2 separate regions of the Rattus norvegicus genome follow, and region 1 is linked to region 2. The links are chromatin contacts, called in public Hi-C maps. All regions are on one chromosome and are shown on one strand. Each heading gives the region's core, a stretch centred on a gene start, on an enhancer-like site or on the middle of the called end of the contact. The rest is flanking DNA. Distances are from core to core; before and after follow the strand shown.

What was found. A called contact is a pair of places that touch in the nucleus more often than the background predicts.
Region 1: a contact with region 2 is called in a Hi-C map of mammary epithelial cells, with 1.7 times the contacts expected there. The contact joins the promoter of Xdh here to the promoter of Memo1 in region 2.

The regions. Positions count from the first base shown.
Region 1 is chr6:27,279,803-27,284,629 of GRCr8, forward strand. Xdh (xanthine dehydrogenase) reads left to right here and starts at 2,517. Exons shown (of 36, transcript NM_017154.2): 1 at 2,517-2,584. The coding sequence starts at 2,543.
Region 2 is chr6:26,894,417-26,899,658 of GRCr8, forward strand. Memo1 (mediator of cell motility 1) reads left to right here and starts at 2,686. Exons shown (of 9, transcript NM_001029917.1): 1 at 2,686-2,772. The coding sequence starts at 2,712.

The sequences.
Region 1 (4,827 bases), core at 1,267-3,766, 390 kb after region 2:
CATCACCTGAACTTAAAATACAAAAGTATACACACTAAGAGAAAAAAATTTAAAGAATTAAAAAAAAACCTAAATAAGATATATAGAAAACAGAAAAAATAAATAGATAAATAAAAACATGAATGCAAATGAGCAATGAACAAAAATAAATATGTTCTCAGTCAATGTTTCTTGGTCAGTTATTAGTTAGGAGAAAGCCCCAACCCCGTATCTACAGGTCTATCAGTGCATTGCAACAAGTTCCACCACAGGCTTCCTGTCATCCACGTAGCTTTTCTCAGCTGTGGTCAGGGTGGGGAGTGTTGAGAACCTCCCTGCTTCCGGTTTCCTTACCACATTTCAGCTATGGCCACAGTCTGTTGTCTTAGGTCTACTACTCCTAGCCAGTGCTGCAACCTGTTTACTCCCTGTGGTTCCAAGGAGCCTCTGGCAGCACCAGCCATGGGGTCCTGCGTGATGTGTGGTGTGAATGTCCCAACTTCAGAGTCCTGCTCTCTCTCTCTCTGGAGCTGTGTCTGTGGGCTGGTCTTTCCCTTCTCAGGCGACTCCCCAAGGGTTAAGTTCAACCCCAGCCAACCTCCTCATCTCCTCTTGGAGTTTCATCTGTTCCTGCACTGCCTCAGTCAGGTTGCTTGTGCCTACAGACTATGGCAGGGGAGGGGTACTGTGCGCGATATAAACCCCTCAGTTTCACATTCCTACATCCTTTATCCAGCACTTGCCCAACATCTGCTGGGACAGTTTACCCTCTTTACTTTTTGGGAGAACTGATTTTGCAGTGTAGTTATAGTAAGCCGTGTCTGTGAATGTGGCCACCGGACCCAAGACAGCGACTTTTACAAAGATGATGGAGCTAACACTAAGTCCAGCCCTCATAGCTTCCTTGACTGCGGAGGAATAGCCAAGGTGAAAGGGCAAAGCTCAGGAAAGTGGGTCAGAGAACAGAAGAGCCAATCAATCATAAGAGTGTGAGGAAAGGGGTTACAAAACACACCTTAGGTTCAGCCTTAGTCCCTCTCCCCACCCTTTTCCTTTCAGACCATGATCTCTCTGTTTCTGCTTGACTGACATTTTAGGTTGGACAAGTCTTTATTGAAAAGGATTGTCCTGGGCTTGGAATGTTTTTTTCCTGGTCTCAGAAATACCACCACCGCCGCTGCCGCGGCCACCACCACCACCACCACCAACAACAACAATAACTGCTCTACCAGTCATGTCACTAGCACCCCATTTTGTAGGGCATTTGACTCTAGCAACAAGTACTGTTTTATGATGACCAGAATCTCCATTTGCCTTGGGATTTGTTGCACTAGCCCTAGCATAGTCTGGGGGCAAACTGGGATATTGATCGACTGACACATAAGTTCATTCTCGGTTCTATCGGGGCTGCACCAGCAGAGGGGGCGTTGTGTTGATGATGTGACTGTCCTAGGGGTCCTGTTTTTCAAGATGTTGTTGTTGTACCAGGCACATCTGACTCATTTCCTTCTCTCCTTTTCTGTGGTCTTCCAGGGCTATGAGAAGTGTCCCCCTGTAGGTTGGCTATGTGACTGAGTGAGCGTAGGGCTGGGGACGAACAGAGTGCCTGCTGATGTGAGGGTGGGTGGAATGGAGTGATGGGAGGGCTGGGGCCAGGAGAGCCCACGGGTATTGCCTGAGTGGACACTGCATAGGCATTTACACCAGATGTTGGAGGAGGGAGGGGTGTTCTCAGTTCTGCTAACAGACTGTGATGATGTTGTATTAGCTTTCTGATTTACCTTGGTGTTTAAAACATGGTTTGGTGTGTGAGTACCTCTGATAATTTGGCAGGTTTTGTGAAAGTCTCGAACATGATTTATCGGGATTGTTGCAGTGATTGTTCAAGAATGATAAATATTTCCATTCTCTGCAAGTTTATGAGGCACACCCGAGAGGCCGTTTGTTTTTTAGCTTTGTGCTTTTGGTATCATTTTGATGTCCCTTTCCAAGATGAAATGGCTGAGTTCTGCAGGCAGTAAGTGACAGGCTGTAGTCAAAGGTCAGGGTTTGAGTCTGGACGTGAGGATCCGTGTCTGTGACCTTCACATTCTGTCAGGCCCTGAGAGAATGAGTTGAGCACGCCAGTGGCGAGTCCGTGTCAGGGTAAGCCAGACTGGGAAAATAACAAGTGTGTACAGGAGGAGAGAGTGAATCAGCTTTGCTGGCTGACAACTGGCTCCTTCCCCCTCTCTTCCTGGTATGGTAAGTGGGAGGAGGGTGAAGCAGGTTCCACAAGGGCAGGTGCCCAGAATTCACAGTCATCTGGTGCCAAGACGCGGGCCTCCCTAATCTAAGCCTGTGCACTTTGACTAGGAGGGCAGAGTAGGATTTGCCGTGTGGCTGTCCCGTCCTTCCTGGATTGTGCAAACCTGTGACTCTTGCCAAGAACCGTCCATGCCTGGAGCCGGTTGTTTCTCATTGGGTAACTTTGTTTCATTTTGCTGGGAGGCGTATCTTTCAAGTTGCAGGGCAGTGATATCTACAACTACTTCTCAAGAGCTCAGTGACTCCAGCAGCCACGATGACTGCGGATGAGTTGGTCTTCTTTGTGAATGGCAAAAAGGTAAGCAGGGGTCTGCTATCTGGGAAGGGACATGTGTCGTCTCTCTTACGTGGACCCTTTGATTTGTTCTGCTCTCATCTTACCCCCTAGAAGGTGTTGCTGTAGTTTGGTATCTTTTGAGCAAGAAAAACAGAGGCAAGATACTCAGAAAGCAAAGGAGGAAGGGAGAGAGAAGAGAGAGGGATATCTACTCTGTGCTAGTGGACACACTGGCTCAGAGACGGAAAAGGAACAGAGTCTAGGTGAGATGAGGAATCACCAGCACTTCTCTATTTCTGTGTTTAAGCAAGCCTAGCCTAGTATTTTGATGGCTCTCTTTACTACGAACAGCAACAGACATGCATTTTATGCTAATGCCAGGGTATAAAACACACATAGCCGTTGATTCTGATACATGATCCTGTACACAGATTTAACAGCTAGAACTGACTTACCGTGTGGCGACATACACTGACACCTTGTGGCAAGCCATCATTGTCACTATTCTTTTCATAAAGCCCCCTCCCCCCGCCCCTGCCACCTTCTCTCAGTTCTATATGTAAATATTGCAAATGCCACTTAGGAAAAGTGGTTATGGGGTCCACAAATCCCTGATAGCCCAGGAATCTTTGCAACTTCAACTCAGTGCAGGGAGAGAAGGAGCAAGTTATTGTCTCTGGTGCTGCTTGATTCCCTTCAAGGTACTCGGGGCCCTTCAGCCCTCCCCTCCCCCCACTTGAGATCACAGGAGAGGAGCCATTATTTCCCCCCACTGTAACTGGCTACGTGGACATTATAAATCACGAGTGGACCAAAGGATGCCCCCCGAAAAGACTTTCCTTGTCTTGTTATGTTGATACTTTTGTGATGATTGAAGAGCCTGAGTAGCTTCTGAGGAAATTTGCAGGAATAAACATGGGCTTCTGAGAATTCCTAAGGACTTAGACTGCCAGGATCTGCTTGGGTAACTAGCACGGAAACTTTAGGAGTCATTCCAACACCAGTACCGCAAAGCCTGTGGATTCGGTTTGAGTGATTCCATCCCTGGATTCCTGGATCTCTCTGATATATGGTTCTTTTGAGTTGGGCAGTTGGTACCATGACACGAGCTAGGGTGGAATGCCTAAGCTGGTGGTAGCAAGACTTTTTGCACTGGATATTTTAAATGTCTTTTGTGCTCAGCGTTTACGTGACAGAGGTGAAAGAAACAGCTGTTAACTGGACTTTCTGGAAATACTGTGTACACACAGACGTCATCATTGGCCCTTTCATAAATTGGCCCCTTCAGGGAGCTGGTGGCAGGTTCAAAGTGCTCTGAAGGTCATGTCTTACCCTAAGGTATATCAAGCTGTTGATTTGTGCGTGCCCCACTGTTCTTCTGAGGGGACAGCTTGCTCTTAGCCTCTGTGAAAGGAGTGTTTTTGAGATGAGCTGGCTTGGCCGAAATTGCTTCTCCTTGTGCTTTATTAGCACTGTAGAGAAGAGATTTTTAGATGTTTAGAGAGTAGCATCATACCAATCCCTTCTATCCCTGGGAGCTTCGATTCTGTCAGTTTCTCTTGATGAATAGCCAGCCGTGTTTGTCATTTACAAAGGTGTGAGCTCTCGGGAAGCTACCAGAAGGATGAAGAGAGTGTGAACAGATTAGTGAGTAGTAATAAGCAGGAGTAAGTAAGGGGCGATCTGGGTGAGCAAAGGAAGATTGAGTAAGTTCAGATTCATTTCCTTCTTCAAGATGTTCTAGGCATTGGGCCATAGATGTTGTGCAAAGAAATTACCAAAGAAGCTGTGGAAAGATGGCGTCTCATTCTCCTCAGGGAGCCTCTTCCTCCTTGTTTACAGTACTGCGCAGGGTTCTGTCTGCGCAAGTGGTCTTAGAGAGGGCTCAGGTATGAGGCACCAAGTGCCTGTGAGAATCTTCTGGCAGCAGTGTGGACCTTGGTGACCTGTCATCTTCTGGAGGGAGAGAGTTGTTCAATATTTTACTGTCATTGTGGTGATGTCCTCTTCAGGGTCTAGGGTTTTAGTCCTACTGAGAGGGATGCAGGAGAAATCCCTACAGGAAGACGATATAGCTGGAGGCATGCGGTTTTGTTATTTATTCACTGATTAATTATAATCTCAAAGTTATAGATTTAATTGTATATAGTGTGTTATCGTTCTTAGGACCTTCTTCCACCCTTCCTTTCTTCCTTCCTTTTTTTCTTTTTTGAGATAGGGTCTTACTATGTAGACCAGGCTGACCTTGGACTCACAGAGATTGG
Region 2 (5,242 bases), core at 1,436-3,935:
TGAGACATGGGTCTTTACATTGGCTGTCGTGGAACTCACTCTGTAGACCAGACCAGACCAGACCGTTTTTTTTTTTTTTTTTAATTTATTATCTAATAAGTACACTATAACTGTCTTCAGATACCAGAGGAGGTCATCAGATCCCATTACAGATGCTTATGAGCCACCATGTGGTTGCTGGGATTTGAATTCAGGACCTCTGGAAGAGCAGTCAGTGCTTTTAACCACTGAGCCATCTCTCCAGCCTAACCAGGTTAGTCTTGAACTCAAAGATCCTTCTGGCTCTGCCACTTGAATGTCTGGGACTAAAGATGTATGCCACCAGGCCCTGTTAAAAGGTTTCCATTTTGGAAACTATATGCACTAATGTTAGGTTCTGGGACTTGTTTTCTTTTGTTCATGTGTCATATGGACTACTTTTTCCTTGTTTCTACTATGAATAACATTTATGCGATGTCAAAATCACTAGTATATATAACATTGTCAATAATAAAATTTATATAAAATTGCTAATAAACCATGAAGTTTATGAATGAGTACGAAGTTAGTTTTTAGAGGAGGTGGTAGTAAATAGGTTTCATTGATTTCTTTCAAGAGTCTGGAGCTGGGTGTGTTTGTACTAGGGAAGTAGAGGCAAGTGGGTTCCCAGCTCAAGTTCAAGGCCAGCATGGTCTACACGCTCAGTCCCAGGCCAGTAGTGGGTATATAGGGAGAGCCTGTATGGAAAGAGCTGCTGTTGTGGTACCTGCCTTAAATCCTAGAGAGGCAGAGGCAGATGGATCTCTTTGAGGACAGCAAAGTTCACTTTGGGTGTTCCATTCAAGCCAATCAGTTACCTAGTGACATTTTGTCTTAGAAAAGAGAAAAGCCTAAGCGTCTAGAAATCCTTAAAAACATATTTCGTTATAATTTGTGTGTGTGGGGAGTATGTGCATGTAATCGTAGGTGTTTGTGGAGGCCAGAAGAGGGCGTTAGATCCTCTGGAACTGGACTTGGGAGCTAGCTACCCAATGTGATTCTGACTCAACTTATGTCCTTTGTATGAGCAGTGCGTATTTTTTAATCACTGAGCCATTTCTACGGTCCAAGAAGTATTTTATTCGCCATTGCTAAGTTTGGTACGTAACACAAAAGAGAAAGAAGCAATTAACTCTTTTCTTGCCATTGAAATTAACTGCTGGGCTTTCTTCATAACACTTGATAATTTGGGAAAAAAACCCAACCAAACAAAAAGTATACTGTTACAGCATTAAGGAACACCGAACTTGGTTAGGCAGCTAGATAACTACTTTGGACTTATGTGAAACTAAGATATACCCGGTGTATGATTTCTGTTCCAAATACTTTCTGGGAGATGGGAAACTCTTACTCTTCTTGGTTTTGGAATCCAGCACTTCAAAGCCAAACCACTTCCTTTGTGATTCTACCCAACTTGAAAAGGAATTCTTTTGCTGCCGACAGTTACGTGGAATACTGGGATTTTATAAGTGAAGGGTGACATTTGTAGTATTCCTTACCCTGTCAGGCTCCTCGCACATTTTAACTCATAATCCTAGGTACCCCTCCCTCCGGAATGTCACCCCATTTTATACAGTAGGAAGTAACTGAGACAATCTGTCACATTGCGGTTATACCCAGAATACAATTAGTAAATATAACTGTGCCAAAGACATTATTAGGTCGTAAGGGCGAGCCTGGGAAGCGAAGGTTACATTTCACAGGGTCCTCTCCCCATATCCTACCATCCCTGTACGCCTCGCCGCGCGCATAGTTTCTACTAGGGAAACTTCGCGGCGCGGCCCCAGACTCGCATTCCTGGGCGACACCCCAAGGGTGGGAACCCACCAAGGACGCGGGGGAAGGGGGAACCCCGGCCGTACTTGGCGGGCAGCGACCGCGTGTGCGTACTGAACCAGCGGCGCGCGGGGACAAGCCAGGCAGCTGGGGGAAGGGGCTCTCCTCGTCTCGCGGTTGCGTCCTGCGCCCCGCCCCCAGCTTCTGCTGGCGCTAAACCCCGGAGAGCGGAGCGTGCTCGCTGAGCCTCCTCGGCGGGCCGGGCCGCGGCGCTGGGCATGCTCAGTGGGCCGGACCCGGTAGCGCGGCGAGTAAGGACGCGTGGGCTTCCCAGGCTCTGCCTTCACCGGGTTCAGGCCCCGGCCCCGGGCTGTGGGGGTGGCACAGATCGCCGCCGCCTGGCCCGCGGCCTCCGGACCCCGGATGGCGCGGGGCCCGTCCCGCTTCCGCCGTTGAGCGCGCGGCACGGCGGGCGGAGGCGCGGGGCGGGGCGGGGCCGGCGGGCGCGCGGCAGGAGGGAGGCCTGGCGGTGGGGGCGGGGCGGGTGGGGGAGGGCGCGGAGTCACGGGGGTGGGGTCAGCGGGAGGCTCGGCAGGCCGCGCTCGGCGGGGCCCGGGGCGGCTCGCGGAAGCAGCCCGGTCAGGGCAGCGGCGGCGACTCCGCGGCCGCGCGGCTCCAGTGAAGCCGCGGTGGGCCTCGTCTTCCGGAGGCCGGCAGAGTTTGTGGTGATTGTTGCCGCTGCCCGCCCCGGCTGCCATCTCCTCCTCTTCCTCCTCCTCCTCCTGGGTCGGGCCGGTCCCCTCCCCGCGGCCGCCTCCTCCTGGGCTGGGCCCGCGGCGTCTCGTCCCCTCGCGGAGCCGCCGCCGCCGCCGCCTCCTCATTCATCCTCGTGCACCATAGGCGGCACAGGCTCCAAGATGTCCAACCGAGTGGTCTGCCGGGAAGCCAGCCACGCCGGGAGCTGGTACACCGCCTCAGGTAGGGCACGAGGCCGCCCGGGCTGTGGAGCTGGGCAGCCGGGGTCCGGCGGGCGGGGACTGGGGCGGAGGGCGGCAGGCGCGGACCGCGTGCCGCGGGAGCGGGCCGGGCCGCGCCGCCTCCCCCACCCGGCGCTCGGGCCGGCGGCCTGGCGCCCGTGGAGTTGGGCGAGGAGTTGCTGGCCGGACCCGGCCGGGGCGAGCGCGGGCTCCGTGGCTCCGCGGACGGCCTCTGCGGTGGGGAAGGACGGGTTGGCGCGGTCCTCGTGCCAGAGACTGGCCGAGGGGACCTCAGCTTTTACCACCACCCTTGAGGCACCCCGCTCCCCTGAAAGGAGTGACAGGCAGTACTTTTTTCCCTATCTCTCATGTTGCTACTCCTGGTCTCGCTTGGAAGATCTGTCAGACCAGGGCCTCTGGGGGATTTGTCGCTTTGTACGTGGAGGCTCGGGCAGAGCTGCTGCCAGGCAGGGGCTCTGGGTGGCCTCCTAGCTCTTTTGTCAGTGTTTGCATTGTTACTGTCATTCAGGGGCAGCTGGAGATGGCATCAGCACTTTTCCTGAGCAAGCTCTTTAGTGCCCAGTGCTCAGCACCGAGCAGGTGCTGGACAACCTGCCTAGTTTAGCTTAGGTTTTGAGCGAATTTTGTCTGCACTCTCTTTAAAACCATGTGTAGTTCTATAGGTAAGAAAGGGTAGGGCCGTTTCTCTCTAGTACAACTCTCTTCACAAGGATTGTTTTCTGAGATTATTTTCAGGGGTCACATTTCTGGTTTGTTAACAAAGAAAAGTTCCTCCGTGATTGCTGTCGGTCTCTAGACCATCTGGGCTTCTCAGCAACTGGCCCTAACCTTTATGTTTCCTTTGCAAGTATTAGGGTTGGCTAGTGACACGATTCTTTTGGGGAAATGGAAAATCTGAAAGGCAGTTTTTTTTCTGAGATTGTTCAACCAGCTCCTGAAGTGCATGTACCTTGCTGGTCCATAGTGGGTTTACCCTGTTAAGACACAAAAGAATTACACGGTTGGGTTTGGAACTACTGCTAACAGGTAGCTGTGGCTTTTGCATTAGATAGGGGTGACATTTTATGCCTACAGTGGATTCCCTTCATGGTCCTGAAGTACTTCATAGACTTCTAATCAGTTCTTACAACCTGAAAATGTCAGTTAAGTTGTTCTTGTGTCAGTATTGGGGAAACGGAGAAATTTAGTGCTACACCCCAGACTAGGCCTGTGGTAAAATAGGAATTGAATAAACCAGGTCTCTGGCTCCTGAGTTTGCCCTTTATAGTCAGTGCACTATTAATATTAGTTATTGTTAAATACAAGGCTTGTAAATAAGTTTTTTTTCCCCCAGTATGTTTTGGAGAATTAGAAAGTCACATTTTTCATATTCATGGTTGTCTTTTGGCATTTATTGTGTTTCTATGCATTTGTTACAAATGTTTTAAGCTATTGTTGTAGCTTGCATTGGAATGCAAATATCCAAGAGAAGTTTTATATTGTTAAACATATATATGTGGGTAGTAAAATTGGGCACAGTTCACACTTTTGGTCTTAGAATTCCTTAGAGTTTAAGTACAAGATGTAGTCTTTAATCTATCTGGTCAGGAAATTTTGCCTGTAGATACTTTTTAGTAAATAAGCATGGGCTGTTTCCTTAAAAGTGTTGATACAGCTAATTATTTTCTTCCCTCAAATCTGGGTGAGTTAAATAAAACCTTATTGGATTTCTGGTGTATGTTTTGGGGTCTGTGAGAGACCCCCCAAGGTTTCTCTGTGATGCTATGGTGTACTGGGACTCCCTTGAACTCGAAGAGACTCACTTGCCTCTGCCTCCTAGTGATGGAATCAAAGGCACTGCCTGCCGGTCGTCCTTAATTTGTCTGACACTGAGGAAGTAGGGTAAACTAGAGCACTTTAGTTTTAGAGCTTGTTTGTATCCTCAAGACAAATGATGCAAACTTATAGGTATGTAATAGAGAGTTGGTCTGCTAACTGTGTCTGTACTGTAGGTTATGATACTGTGTTCTATGTTAAAATAATGACCCATTGGGAGTTTTTATTTGTATTGTGCTATTGTATTTCTCTAAACAACTAGTAAATAAAAAACTGAGGAATAGGAAAGCTGTGTTTGTCATTTTGTGTCTTTTCCAGTGTTCAGTTTGTACACATAGAAAGCATTCAGTTATTGAAAGAAATAAGGATAAAGCCACATTGACTTCAGCTACCTAGCTATTTCAGTAAGAAAAAATTGTACATTTATATTACATGCATTCATACATGTCTTTTTCTTTTTCTTTTCTTTTTTTATTAACTTGAGTATTTCTTATATACATTTCGAGTGTTATTCCCTTTCCCGGTTTCCGGGCAAAAATCCCCCTCCCCCCTCTCCCCTCCCCTTCCTTATGGGTATTCCCCTCCCAACCCTCCCCCCATTGCCGCCCTCCCCCCAACAGTCTAGTTCACTGGGG